2 separate regions of the Rattus norvegicus genome follow, and region 2 is linked to region 1. The links are chromatin contacts, called in public Hi-C maps. All regions are on one chromosome and are shown on one strand. Each heading gives the region's core, a stretch centred on a gene start, on an enhancer-like site or on the middle of the called end of the contact. The rest is flanking DNA. Distances are from core to core; before and after follow the strand shown. Region 1 overlaps Zbtb20 (zinc finger and BTB domain containing 20). Region 2 overlaps Zbtb20 (zinc finger and BTB domain containing 20).

The links. Hi-C and Micro-C count contacts between places; a contact is called where the count stands out from the background.
Region 2: a Hi-C map of Schwann cells shows a contact between it and region 1, with 4 times the contacts expected there. The contact joins two enhancer-like sites. A contact is called at or near these places in 5 of 12 Hi-C or Micro-C datasets (the A7r5 cell line, Schwann cells, frontal cortex and 2 more) and 1 of 1 datasets of contacts at active chromatin or transcription factors (oligodendrocytes).

The regions. Positions count from the first base shown.
Region 1 is chr11:70,691,829-70,699,261 of GRCr8, reverse strand. All of the region lies in intron 6 of Zbtb20 (zinc finger and BTB domain containing 20), which reads left to right. Among named protein-coding and RNA genes, the nearest start is that of Mir568, 140 kb to the right of the region's middle. Within about 2 kb of position 1,606, at least 38 of the 93 cell types and tissues checked have an H3K27ac peak or open chromatin away from gene starts, as enhancers often do. A contact at or near this core is called in Schwann cells, where this site is marked.
Region 2 is chr11:70,731,751-70,739,052 of GRCr8, reverse strand. Zbtb20 (zinc finger and BTB domain containing 20) reads left to right here. Exons shown (of 11, transcript NM_001105880.2): 6 at 2,816-2,855. Among named protein-coding and RNA genes, the nearest start is that of Mir568, 180 kb to the right of the region's middle. Within about 2 kb of position 4,607, at least 67 of the 93 cell types and tissues checked have an H3K27ac peak or open chromatin away from gene starts, as enhancers often do. A contact at or near this core is called in Schwann cells, where this site is marked.

The DNA of each region.
Region 1 (7,433 bases), core at 357-2,856:
CCACAGTGCATAATGCTGCTTGTTTAGCTTTCTCCACGACTGCCAGGTAGTTATAGGTCTGTGCTCATTGCTTCTAGTAATCTCCACCATCCCGAACTGGGCCGGGAATGTCACATTTTACAGACGGGGAAACTGAGGCGCGGAGCAAAGTTGTGTCTCGTGAAATGTTATAAAGCCATGTTTGCTGTGCAGCTTGTGGTGTGCGGGCAATCATTTGTAAACGCCTCCCTTCCCTGCGTTGGGCTTCTCTTGACATATACTTTGAGACCTGCTGAGGATCAGCCAATGCCAAAATCGGTTCTTTCTCTCCATCACCTCCGAACTGTGGCTGTGGACCTTGTATTTCTGACTAGTCACAGCAGTTATTGGTAGAGAGGTCAGTGTGCAAATGAACTAAATCACTTTGGCTGGAACTTCTTTCGGATGCCTTGTCCTGAGTAAGTTCCAGGTGCCTGGCATTTCTTTTGGTTTTCTTCTTTCACCCTAAGTAGAGCCGTTGTTACTGAAGCATGACTGACAGTCTTGCTTTTATACACATCATGACTCTTGTTTTAGGACAAGAGGCTTAATCTCTCCAGTAACATCTGATGGCACTGTTCTTTTTATAAGCACCTCCTCCCTTTAAAACATGCACCCTCAATTTTCTGTTGTCAAGAGAGAGCTCTGTACAGAGTGTGATCCTGTGTCCCCAAAAAAATATAATCAAATTCATGAGCAAATAATACAATTGTCCCTTTTATTTTGGTGGCTTGTTTTCTATTGAAATATATCAGAAAAGTTGCCCATAGCTAATCTTCTAGGTAAAAAATCTCATTAGTAATTTAAAACTATAATAAACTGAAAGACTCAATCTCCTTCACCCACTGTGCCCATATTTTAGAAATGTGTTGTGTGGAAAAATCTACGTCTTCTTCCTGGTAGCACATAGCAGATGATCTTCACCAAGGAGGTTATAAACTATGGGCGAGGTCTTTGCAGATCAATCCTCTGCCTGTGTTAGCTTGAAAACGTAGCAAAGCTAAACCTTGCTCAGACAGGACCCCCATAATGTTACATTTCTCTGCTCTACTCTGAAAATGAACGGAGAACTTCCATCCCTTAGCTTATCATTCAAACTAAACCAAAAGATTATTTCCCCTTGGATATAGATGTTTGGGGCGGGGAGAGGAATTTTGCACTAATTCTTTGGATGGACGAATCTTACTACTTTGGAGACAAGGGCGATTTTCATTATCTGTTGAGCCAGAATATGTAAGGAACTCTAGGGGTTCGTTTGGTGATGTCTGAGAGCTTGCCATACTGGCTAGAACTCTGGGTTCTAGTGTTAACACAGTTACTGCCTGTTTGTGATTTATTGCTCCGAGTTCCTGGGCCTCAGTTTTCTCCCTTGCTGAATTAGGGGTGGGAGAGGCTCATCTCTAGGTCTTTTTCCAGCTTTGTATTCTCTGGGTCTGCAAATCGCCTTCAGTGTCTGCCGTAGTCTGCCTTGCCAGCTCTGTTTGTCACAAAGATTAATCCATTTTCACTGTACCTCGGAGTGCACCCAGGAGAGGAGGATGGATGGATTGTTTTGCACCCTTTATTGCATCAGAACTTTTGCCTTTTTAGACAAGATTGCGCCATGCCTAAAATCTGTCTGCCTCTCTGCCCACTGACTTTGTCTGTCCTGATCTCTTGCCATGGTGCCTCTTTTTGCCAGCATCCATCTCCCTCCAAGATGTAGATTCGGCCTCTGACTGTACCTGTCTTGTTCTCTGCAGCATCTGTCTGCTACACTCCTAGACCATCGTTAATAAACTTTCACACATGACACACAAACCCCCGGTATGCCGGCACCTGCTTACAAATATCTACATTTCCTAAAACTAGGGGAGAAAACTGCATTTTTTTTTAAAAAAAAGACCTCTATCTAGTGCCATTTGTGTCTGCACTTTTTGTTTAGTTGTAAGTTTTAATAGTTCCCCCTTTGAGGGTTTGTCAGTACGAGCAGTATTGCTTATCAGAACACACCAACAGTCTTTCTGTAATATTCGCTTTCCCCTCTGGTTCAGCCGAGCCTGCTGACAGATCATTCAAATTCAATTGTTTTATGTCTAAGCCGAACAGCTAATTAAAGTAGGGATGATTAACCTGACTGGCAGTGTCGCTCTCCCTCTTGCGCTCTCTCCCTCTCCCTTTCTCTCTCTCCCTCCCTCCTGTTCCAATCAGTCTTTTTCTCACACACTCTCTCTCCTCTCGGTGTGTCTCTGTCTCTCCCTCTCTCTCTCTCCTCCCTCTCTCTTCCTCTCTCTCAGTCTCTCTCTCCCTCCCTCGTTTGCGCTCTCTCTCTCTCTCTCTCTCTCTCTCTCTCTCTCTCTCTCTGTCTCTTGCTCTACTGTTTTTTTTTTCCCTCTCTCTCTCTCTCCTAAACGTGGTCTGCTTGCTGATGGCAGAATGGCACTCGGAGATTTGTGCATTGTGTCTGGTTTCCTACGGGCAGGCTGACCCAGTGCCTCCAGGGACTTATCAATAGACCACTCAGAAGAGACACAGACAGGAGAGAGGAGGAGGGGTGGGGGGAGAGAGAGAGAATCAATATCAAGAATAGAAGGAGCTCCGAAGCCATTTTTTTTTTAAAGAAGTATCGGGACTTGGGAGAGGGTGACAAAGAAGGTTTTTCAAAGAGGCAGTGGAGGAGGTTCTAATAAATTTGGAAGGAAACAGTTCCCTGTCTTGGGAAAAGGAGAACTCCTGACTGATTAGCATTCACACCAGGTATGAGATGTTCTACCCCTTATCACTGTGTCGCAACCGAGGTGGAAAGGCTTTTTTTTTTAAGGAGACTGAGGGAGCATGTATTTTGCTGTGTTTGTTGTTGGGGGGTAAGAGGGGCGGCGTGAGAAGCTGTGGCATTTGTGTATGGGAGCAGGGAGAATGGAAGCAGTACACGGGGGTGGGAGAGAGTATGGAGTGTGGTACTGTCTTCCCTGTCTTTGTGCACCCCTGGGGGGTACCCAAGTTCATTTCTAGCAGGTGGATTTAGACGGGAGTTACTTAACGCTTGACCGCCAGTTTTGAAAAAAAAAAAAAAAAAGAAGAAAGAAAGAAAAAGAAAAAACGCTGCTTCCTATGTCTGTTAAAAGGAAGCTCCAATTTCTCTTCTCTCTCTCTCTCTCTCTCTCTCTCTCTCTCTCTCTCTCTCTCTCTCTCTCTCCTTCCCTCCCTCTCTCCCTCTCCCCCCTCCCTCTCTGTCTCTCCCTCTCCCCCATCCGTCTTCCCCTCTCTCTTCTTTTTTTCCTCTTCTAACCAGACAGCGGGAGGGTTCCTGGCTCCCAGCCAGCCCAAAAGCCTCTAAGTGTTTTGCACTTGTTTCAGGGAGTAGCTGCCCGGGGATTTTTCAGCATTTTCACTGGAGAACAAAGAGTTCTTTACAAAGGGAGGGGGGGCTTAATGTCTGATATATGTTTTTCTATTTTTATTAGTTTTTTTGCCTAAAAAAGAAAGAGACAGGAACAGAACATTACTCTATAAAGACACAAAGACATTCAAAAGAAACCTAGTTATCTTTTCTGTCCATCACCCCTACATATATACATAAAAAATTAAAAGGAATGACTAATTAAGTTGGCTGTGTTGCTCTTTTCTCCTCCTCTAGTCTTTCTAAATTCAACTGTTCCTCTGCCCGCTTTGCTGCTCTTTCCCTACTCACAGGAAAAGTTGCTCAGGGTGCATCCTCTCTTAGCCTGTCTGTACCATTTTTGTGTCCCCGAAATCTTGTTGAAGAAAGAATGAGAGTCCATCAAATAATTAATTTAGTGGCAAGAACATCCTCTACTTTTGCCACTTGGGTAAAAAGTTAATTATGGAATTTGGGCTCCCAAAATACCAGTGGGGTACATCAGTTCATTTGATCTCCCAAGTTTTTGCACCCATCTGCTTAAAGGGCATCTCTGTGTCACTTGTCAGTTATAAAGAAAAGGTAGTAAGGGAGAAGATGTTTGTCATTTATATTTTGTTTCTATGATATAAATTATCAAACCCCCAGAGAGATTACTTATCCCATCTACGATATATTAGTTCAAGCAAAATATAGTCTAGACGAAGGTTTTCTTCAAGAATTCTGATCGCCACGTAGCTTTATATTCTGTTTGATGTTTTGCCTATGCGTGTTTATTTCCACTATGAATTTGTGTTTGTAGCAAACATTCCAGAATGCTTATCACTTTCAAATTAATCCTCTAACAAAAGAGAAGGGAAATCGGGATGTGAACTGTGTGTGCAAAGTATAGTAAACAGTGTTGTCTTTTAATACATGCTGAACGTTTATATTTTTATACTAATATCCTTGACTTATAATCCCAGGGAAATGCTTTCCTTCCGAAAGTTCTGCTCTTAATGTGTTTATATTTTGAGTGCCGTTTGGTAATCTTTTGAGGTACATAATGGACACTAAACTGAGCAGAGGGGAAATAGCTACACGCGCCACTACAAAACCCCGAAAAAACAGACTAGGCTGAGCACCTAACTGTGGCTCAGAGAGAAGCAACTACAACTGTCGTTCACGAGTCAGAAACTCTCTCCTTCTCCTCTTCCTCCCATCTATGGAAAAATAAAACATGTTCATTACCCCTGGGTCTGACCACTGTAAGAAAATCTACAGGCACATATATTTTCCTGTATGTATGAAGTGTGTGTCTCTCTGTGCTTCTAAAGGGTACAGTGCTTATGGGGCAGAGGGCAACGCCTCACTAGTCAGCCCTCCCGGCTGGGAGGTCTGAGTGCCTTGTGTTTGAAGTAACTTGATAACAAGGAGTCTTTTCGGGAACCCTTCTATGTGTGTGCTCCCTCAGTAATGACCCTCAAATTAAACCTGGCACTGGGTGGCCGAGCTAGCACTTGACCTCATGGAAAGATACTAGAAGTAAGGGAAGTTTGGGCAAATCCAAAATTTCTCGGGTAGGTCACTTCTCACAGTTTTGTGTTTTCTTGAGGAAAATTCTTGAATTACACTCAAATGTCTATATTTTTATAGAATTTATAAGGCTTTTAATGGTGCTTAGGAGCAAACGATCCTAAAATGAAAGTCAGTCACTAAAAATAAAAGAAACTAAGTCTTTAAAAAGTTTTAGCTTGAAGGCAAGAAAGAGGCTCGGGGATTTTTTTTTTCTGCCCTTGCTCCCCACCCCCCACCCCCCCACATACACACACTCTGCTTGGTTTCTTTTTCTTTTCTTCTCTTTTTCCCCCCTCTCCTGAATCCTTTTGTTGCTGCAGCTGTTGTACCTGCATATTTTGGTGTGTGTGTGTGTGTGTGTGTGTGTGTGTGTGTGTGTGTGTGTGTGTGTGTGTGTGTCCTCTCCTCACCCTTCATCTCTCCCTCTCTGCTGTTTGGAGTGGCCAGAGTATTTTCTGAGGGGGACAGGGGAGAAGTAGGAAGAGGAAGAGGCTGTTGCTGAACGCGGCAGCCCCCCCACCCTGATCCAACTCAGGCAGCTCCTGTCAGCTAGCTGTGCTGTGAGAGAGGACTGTGAGAGGTGATCGCTGGCATTCCGGGATTCTTCGTAGGTCTGACCTGAGAGTAACACACTCAGAGTCGAGGAGAAAGGGGAAAATAGAGGAGGAAGAAAGAAAAGCTCTTTGAGCTGGAATACACTGGCCCTTTCTTCCTGGAGGCAATCCGCTCTGGTTCTTGGCGACGTGTCCTGCACTATCAGATATCATATGACTTTTTATTTAGATTTCTTTTTGGAGAATGGCCTGTTAGGACTCTGTTTGTTTTCTTTTATTTAATTTCCTTCTCCCTTCACCCGCTAGTTTTGTGTATCTGTGTGTCAGAGTGTGTGCACGCATGCATATGTGTGTGCAATTTTTATCTTTGTTTTTGTTCTGTTGATCTGATGCTTTATTTAAGAACAAAGCTTTAATTATTTCAGTATAGTGGTTTAATCATTTGCCAAAAAGAAACCTCATTCCAGGCTTTTGGAGGGTGGGGGTCCATTTTTAAACACACCCATCAACACAGGAGGCCGCAGCTCCCAGTGCCTGCTGGTCAGACCTTGGCCCACTCCCCACCCTCATTTACCCTCCTCCTCAGCAGCATGCACAGCAGCGTGAGGTAGGAAACACCTGTGCGGAGCTGTGAGGGAAATAAAAGTAGAGGCGACTTCTTCAAATCTGGGCTCCTGCTTTCACTTTAATAAACTTTTTTTTCCGATCCTTGATTTTTTTTTTCTTCTTTTTGGCACCCTCTGTTGAGCTTGAAAACATCAGAGATAGTTAGGGTATGTCTGTGGCGCTTTTGTGAGGCCAGCTGAGCACCACTGGAAAGTGGAGCAGGAGTTGCAATCCATTCAGAGACTTAAGATTAAGTAAGAGGTTTAAATAAGGTCTTTGAGCTCTGTGGGCTGCTCCTCAGGGTCTGGGGATAGGTGGTAAATGGGGTATCTGGGGTATTCAAGGCAGGGAAAGAGAAATTTCCAAACAGAAGAGAGACGACATTTTTGCTGTAATTAGTTCTTTTAAAACCTTAACTCAGTCAAATTTTTTATTTTATATCTCTCAAAATTTAGCTGACCAGTGAGTGATCAGCTATCTTTGCACGCTTGCTGTGAAAAACAATTATACTGACAATTATTGCTGAATTTACCCTACAATTTGATGTATTTCTTTTTTAGTTTTAAAGAGTTTAGATTTTAGTTAGAAAAAAAAAGCATAACTTCTCTTGACGTGCATAAGGTTGTCTATACATTATTCTTGCCATACAGAACATACTAGATTCTGATTGTGTGTGTATGTTTTTGTGTTACAACATGCAAGACTGCCTTGAAGATTCAGGTGACCGCTACATCCTTCAGACCTGTAGATTTTAGCTTCTTGTTACTTGCTCTGAAATTATTTTTAATGGACCTTTAATGTGTGATGTCTTTTTTTTATAACCAATGGTGAGTTTTGTTGAAACTTGAAGAGAAATTTATTCCACCCCTTTAAGAGTACCCAAAAGGGAAGGGAGAACTATTCTCTTTCGGCTCAAAAAATTTTTTTAGAAACCTTTTTCCCCCAACGGAAAACTCCAAAACAGCTCTGTCTCAGAACGTTAAACTTGGCATGGGTAAGAAATGTGAGTTTTGCTTTGTTTGAGGAAATTTGTTTTTGAGACAACAATGTTATAAATATTTTTAAGTTGCCTGCTGAGCATGCGCTGTCTCTGACTTTATTCATAGTTTTAAATACACACCAATGCAATCTTCTGAATGGCCACAGGTAAGGCTGTCGGTTTGTGGGATTCTACTCTGAGGCACCTTCAGTGAGTCTCCTCAGTTTTCCAGAAGGGAAAAGGGCAGGAGCTGAGCTCAGACCTGGATACCCTTCTAACTATCATAGAGAAAAAGTGAATTGCACACTAAGGCTTGCACACTGTACTTAGGGTAAGTACTATTCAACTTTTCTTTCCTGTA
Region 2 (7,302 bases), core at 3,358-5,857, 37 kb before region 1:
TATATGTACAAAGAACAGTTTAAGTTATTTATACACAAAGAAAACCAGCCCTTCAGGAAAACTGCCATGTGTGAGTTTGGGTGCCTCTGGGTACCCCATAGAGCTGGGTTGACACAGATGCAAACTAGGCACACCTTTCCCTACCTGACGTCTGACATCACAGCACTTACTCAGAGCCGGGACTTCTGTCCCATTGCGGTAACCTCTCCATGGACATTTTTAAAAGGAATTATAAAGTGTGGATAATGATCTAAGTACATTATATACATCATAGATGAATTATAACAGAGCCCATTATTTTATATTATAATATATACTAATAGCAATGAATGGAGAAATTATTATAAAGGTCCAAGCAGGGGACCTTAAAATAACTAGTATCTCTAGTCATACATCTTTATCAACTTAGACCTTTTTTCATTTTACATTTTTAACACTTTCTTTACTCCTGGCTTCAGCTTATGTTTGGCTTAAACTTTCTGAAGATAATATAAAGAGAATTTTCTTTACTCATCCCCCAACTCCCAATCCATGGATAATCAACCCAGAGGAGTCATACATGTGGACTTCTTTGGAACCAGACACTCCTTGAAACTTGTTTTGAGCTTTCTGGGGAAAAGAATTCTCCTAGGAACCAGAATCATCTCTAAATGTTGAAAACCACTGCCCCAGAACATTATGTAAATTTAAATTAGGTGAACTAGCCTTTTCAGTTACAATTAAATTACAATTAGGGCCTTGGAGATTGACACTTTTGGCATCGCAAAGCAAAGATTAGGCATGGCCACACATTACTCCTCCCGCTTCTCACTTGGTGTGAGCGCCCACCGCTGGGTTTTAATGTCCTGAATTATTTGGCCTTTACAGTTTTATATCCTTTGCCACATATTTGTGTATTGAACCTGGAATATTCCACGCAAATGTTTTAAATCCCGTGCAAAACTATTCTACTTAATTCTTTGCATTTCGTATAAAAAACAACTTACAGACATATAAGGTGACTATTACTTGGGTGGAAAGGGCACGTATCAATACATAACATTTTCAACTGAGCAAAAGTAAATCTATGTAGATGAATACATCTTGTAAAATCACATAGCAGACTGAAATTCAATCAAGAAGGAGGGAACCTTTTGACAGTTATGAACATTTATGAATTTTACATGAAGTATGAAATTAAATTTTTAACATTAGTATTAAATTTGGGGTCATTTTTTTGTCTTCCATTAATATATGAGGACAAACTTATATCCCCCAAACTCCCAATTTAACTTTGTTTTGTCTTAAACTGTAACATACACTGTCATTTTTCTGTCTTAGATTCTTGTCATTGGTAGTTTGTGCATCATTTTACATCAGGGAAGATAGATTATTAGTCTTCACATATGTTGGTCAGTCTGATAACTTTCTAATTTTGTGAGTAAATGCTCCTTGGAGTTCAAATAGAAAATTTACCTCCTCAGATATAATGACATAGACACCTGATATGGTTTTCAAAGATCATAATCTATTTTTGAGTCTTATTTGATCTGTAGCAGGCAATAGATAAGTGGTAATTGAGCATATTTTATAGAAAAGTCACGAGGCATATGACCCTTTACTTTCTTGAGAGATAAACCATGTGTGAAAAATGGGGGAGGGGAAAGAATATTGAAAGAAGAGGGAGAGGGGAGGAGATAAAATGACGAAAATATGCACAGTGTGGTGGTTTGGTGTCTTGGTGTGTAGAGAAAACATGAATATATAAAACTATAGTCTTTGAAGACTAGCCTATCAATTGTGCAGAAAAAATAAGTTACTGCACAAGAGATCCCAGGTATGTCTTACACTGCTGGATACTGTGATCCAGTCTGCAGATTTCCTTTGGAACTCTTCCTGTCCCAGGGTGACCATCACAATTCACAGCTGCAGGCCCAGGCACGTTTCATACTGACCACACAGGGAAAACATTTCTTTAGAGTGGTCTCTTCCATGGCTCACTTGTCCAGAAAACCTTCTAGAGAATGAGGCCTCCTGAATTTAGTTTTCTGCTTTGGCATTTTTCAGTGTGATCGGGTCCTTCGTCTTGATACTTTTGGAGGCTTTACATGAAGTGGTATAGCTGGTGTTATCTGTGAGACTGGTGGAAGGAGTTTTGTTACCTTAATTTCTTCCTGTAAAAGAGTTACCTATCAAAGCTATGGTGCATCCCAGTAGTAACCGATTATTTGTTTTGTTGTTTAAGGGTTGTAAAGGATAACTATTCGACTTTTAAAAACATAGAATGTCAAGCTATCACGGTCAACTTCCCCAAACCTGAGAGTGTCATCATTAGAGCCACGTTTGGGTGCATACGTTTTTGTTCTGTTCACCCTATCACAATATCGCCATCAAAAATAGAGCTCTCTGCAATACAGGAATGTTCTGTGTGCTGTTCATTAAGGTCGTCACAAGCTGCACATGGCCACTGCACACATGGAATGTAGCTGGTGTAACTGAAGATCCGAATATGAAGCTTTTTATTAAAGCTAAGGAATGTACAGAGACAAGTATAGCTAGTAACTGCTTTAGTGCGCAGGACCAGCCCTCTCGAGAGGCTGTCTAATAGAGGTCAGGTGACATCAGGAAAGGTCTTGGTCCTTTTTGTACAGGGTTATACTGGCCTCAGTCATAGCAAGGCTGCAGCTCTTGAAAATTGCTGAAGTGAACATTAATGATTTTGTGGCTACAGGTGACAAAGTGTGAGTGCAATGAGTTCTATCAGTATCTCAAAGTTCTGTGTTCCCTGCTGCATTAGATTTTATATTTAATTCTTTGTCTTTTCTTTCATTTTCAGTTCCTTGACCACCAGTCTGTTGCCTGTTTCTGCTCTTCATGTGAGTAAAAGTGGCTTCTTTACCTTTAAGAAAACAAGTGTTAAATTTGTGCAAATGCTGGGTTTTGGTGTCATGTTTCCTAGTTGACTTCACTGTGGTGTCCAGCATCCATGGTTAGTGCTTTTCCTGCTTGGAGCCAAGTCGGGTGGTAAACTGGTAATCTGCCCTCTGTGAGGGAGCGGCAGCCCAGCCATTGTCCTCTGAAAAGCCTGCCCTTTCCCTCCTGCAGCTGCTATTTGCAGAAGTCCTGCTCTTCTGAACTGAAGCTTACAGTCCACAGTCAGATCTCAGCAACAGTTGGGCTTTGCTCCTCTGTCAATCAATCCGCAATTATTTATTCTGCAGTTATTCACTCGTCCCTAGGTCCAACCATTTTTAATTTTAACTTCTAGATCAGAGCTTTCATTTATTGACAAAATTTATAATATCCTTTTACCAAGAAGTACAAGCCTGAAAAGTAAATAGGCTAAAAAATTTGTGTAAAATTATAAAGTCTAGGAAGAAAAATAAAAGAAATCCAGGATTCATATGTGCCTGCAAGTTTATAGAATGTACCATTTATTTTCAGAAAAAAACTGGAAATTTTTTAGGGGAATAAAAATAAGAAATGGGGAAAATGATTTAAAATGAAAAAGAGAACATTTATTATTTAAAGACCAAACCAGGCTGCACTGAGCAGATTTGGATAAATATTACTTTGGACTGCTTATAAGAGATTCTGGGGTAATGAAATCAAATAATCAAGTCACTACCAGAAGGCAGCACCTAAGAAATCCTACAGAGACAGGCAGTCAGTTCATATCCTAAGTAACCATGGGGATCCTGGTAGTTGCATCTTCCTTTGTCCCTTATTCACTTTGTCACCAACCAACCTCTTCAAGTCTTTTCTTCCTCTGTGATTCCTGTGTTGCACTGGTTTGTACGGACAGGGGCAGGAGCGGGGCGACCCACACGTGCGTGGCTTTCACTTTCATTCCTAGAAGCCTGCAGCAAATTTAAGAAAGCAGAATGCAGAGGAAGATGCTAAGGCTAAAGTTGAATGTGACATTTTATCTGGCATAGAAAGGAGATTGATTAGACTCCACAAAGACTGGTGCTGTGTTATACAACAGGGCTCCGTCCTACCTGGCCTTAAGCCTTCTCATTCCCTATTCATTCTCCGTGTTGGTATAGTGGGTCAGCTAATGCTTGGGAGGATGTCAGTGTGCATGCTCATGGTTACCACTGTGTGCCTTCCTATCCTTCCCCTTCGTTACCTAGCACTGCATATTTCTAGTGCTCTGACTGGCAAATCATTTTGTAACAGCTCTTTTGTGTAAAAACAGTTCACATAATAGCTCAGTGTTAGACAAGGCATTAATCCTCACATCACCAAGATGAGTCAGCACGAGGCGATGTACTTCTGCCCGCCTAGCTCAGCTATTATGACGTCAGTGCTTTAGGGCAAGCATCAGGCACAAACTGTATAGGAGACCTATGTTACCTAGTAGAAATCAAGTTGGGAGGCCTCTAATTGAAAGGCTGTGTCGGCCTCGTAAGAAAATGTGAAGCTAATTCTGTGCTACATCAGCAGAGCAGTTTCTGGAGAATTTTTTTTTTTAAAGCAGAGTAAGGCTGGGAAAAAGAAAAACCTGTAACAAGCTAGTAGTCCCTTCATGTACTCATGACCTTGTCCCACCCCCAGTCAGGCTGTATGCTTGCTTACTTGACTTGTTAGAAATCCTCGAGTTGCCTTTATGCCAGCAGGATAACAGGGCCAGTAACAGTCCTGTGTCCTCAAGTGCCCCCACAGACACAGCTGATGGCTCCAGGGGTGGTACTCTAGAGGCCGATCAGAAGCAAAGGAAAAGTTCCTTGGGAACAAACCAGAACATTATCCCCCCCAGTGCCTCTCATTCCCGAGTGCCTCCTCAATGACCTCCTCTGGACAGGTGCAGAACTCAGCCTGTTTGACCTTCTGTCCTTGGCACTGCATCCAGTGTCCGAATCTGGAATTGACCCAGATTTAAATAGGAGTTGAATAGCTGCCACGATTTCCTGCAAGAGTTTTCTGTCCCATTATTCTTCAGCAGAAACAGAAAGGAAAACTCCACAACCTACTATGCTGCCTCAAAGCAGATGACACAGATAGCCCTGTTTGGGAAGCCCAGTTTGTGTCAGCGAGGCTTCTCTGAAAATCAGACCCAGATATGAAGTTCTCTTGACAGTCCTTTACAATATTAAAAGTTAATCATCAGCGGGGTGATAATGTGATACTGACATTCTCTGTCATTCTCTGTCAAAAAAAAAATACTGCGTCACAGCCTCCATGCCTCCCCGCCCCAGCTCACTCTCGCCCAAGCCGGTCACCAACCCCTGTGATGACTACCGCAAAATGCCTTAGTGCTGGAATTTTCCACCTTCATTAGATTTCTAGTGGTCTCCTCCCATGCTTCTAAGAGCCACTACTACTGCTTGGCTTGGTTTTGATTAATTATGCACACTTCTTTATTTAGTTTTCAGTCAACAAACGTTTATAGAAAGCCTGTAACAGAGCTTGGTTCTGGGAACTCCAAGATAAATGAGAAATGCCACCTTTCATTAAGACTGGCACAGTCTGGGGTTGAGGGGACAGCTCATGCTAGAGTACTTGTAGTAGAGCTCAGTGAAGTGGAGCAGGAGTGCAGGCCTGGGCTTGCCGCATAGCAATACAAAAAGAGAAAGAAGAAAGCCCTCAGTGTTCTAGGGAAGATGACCATGTGGGTAAAGGCTGTTTGTGAAAGGCACTGGAATGCAGGTATCTTCAAGTGCCTACCCATACAGAAGGTTCAAGCTGACTCACGAACTGAAAATAGTTACTAGGGGTTTACCAAGTGGGCACAGGAGGAGAGAAAGAAAAGGGTTCGTTGTCAGAGAAGACAAGAGCATTTAAAGGTGAGGTGGCATCAAGTAACAGCCAGATCTAGCTACTGAGTTCTCTGGTGTGCTACAGTGTGCTAGACGGGAGTCAAGTGAAGGGGCCTCTGATGCCAGGCAAAGGAGTTTAGAATTGATCTTGCACCCCTGCAGATATTTTAAAGAAACCTAAGGAAACTGCACGAGGCCTGAACTGTGCAGTGGGTGGAGACGAGAGGTCATTTCAGAGTGCTGACTCAGGCATTAATATTTGCGTAACTCAGGCATATCTTTGCCCTGCTGCACAATGCTTGCCTTGCCCTCTAGGAGAAATGCTGATGTGATTGTGGTGTCAAACTTAAAGCCAAACATCCTGACAGGCGCCCCACTGAAGGCCTCAGTCGAACATCGCACTGAGCTCCTCCTACTAGTCCTGAGATACACAGGGTTCTTCTGCCCGCAGAGAGCAAGGGATAAGAGGAAAGAGAATATAAGAGACAAAAGCATTTTTAAATAATGGCTCTCTAAAGTCAATCAATCCCCGATTTCCTGTCATTTTTCCATTGCTGCCTTTTTCTAAGCAAAATTTCTAAGCCATTGAACTGAATTGCAACTTATACACAGCCGGGTGTTGAAACAATTCAGTATATTCACTCCTTCTCTCTGAATTAGAGTTCACCATAAGTGTGCTTTTCTCTCGTTCACTTTGGGCTGCCAGGACAATTTAAAGGAGAATTTCAGCAGCTTGTGTCTCACGTACCATGTTCTCTTTGCAAACTGGAGTATATGCGTGGGTGTGTTTAAGTTGTCTCTATATTGCTTTCTAGAAAGGTTTGAGAAGATGTACAAGATGAAGAGTAGGGACCTATTAAAAACCCAGATCCCCCAGTGACCTGAGTGCAGAACGTAGGCTGGTGATCAGATGGTCAATTATGTGTTTGTCAAAACACAGTGGGCTGCATTCCAGACTGCCAGCTTTGGAGGCCCAGCTTCTGCCAACCAAATGTCATCTGGGAACATGCAACACTGGGCACTGTGAAGGAGTTTGAAATAGACCATGCCACAGCCAACCTACTGCCAGTCTTATAGCACCAATATGGCGTGCACAGCCGGGCCCCACGTTTCAGAGCTCAGGAATTCACTGTACTCCATTCAAGGGGTCAGATGGGTTCATGTTTTCAAAGCCTATGTTCCCTGGTTTGAACACTGCGACTTGTTCCTCAGCAATTTCCAAGGGATTTTTCCCGTCACATCTCTGTGGAAACCTCTCTTTCTGTGGTGCTTATGAGAGCCTTGTTAAATGTCCCAGAGGAGAGGGGTAAAAACAAACCAGCTCTCACAATGACTGTGACTCTTATAAGGGATTCCAAATCTAAGGAAATTACATTAAAGGTGCATAGCTTTTAAAATATCAGGAACCACCTTGGCAACTTATAAAAAGCAGAAGGGCTTTGCCTATTTTATAAAGTGATTTGCATATACCTGCATAAATAATGTCCCCACCTGTACTTTTATGCATTTAGGTTGAATAAATTAAATTCAGTGATCTTTAAAATATTCTGTGTCTTTCATT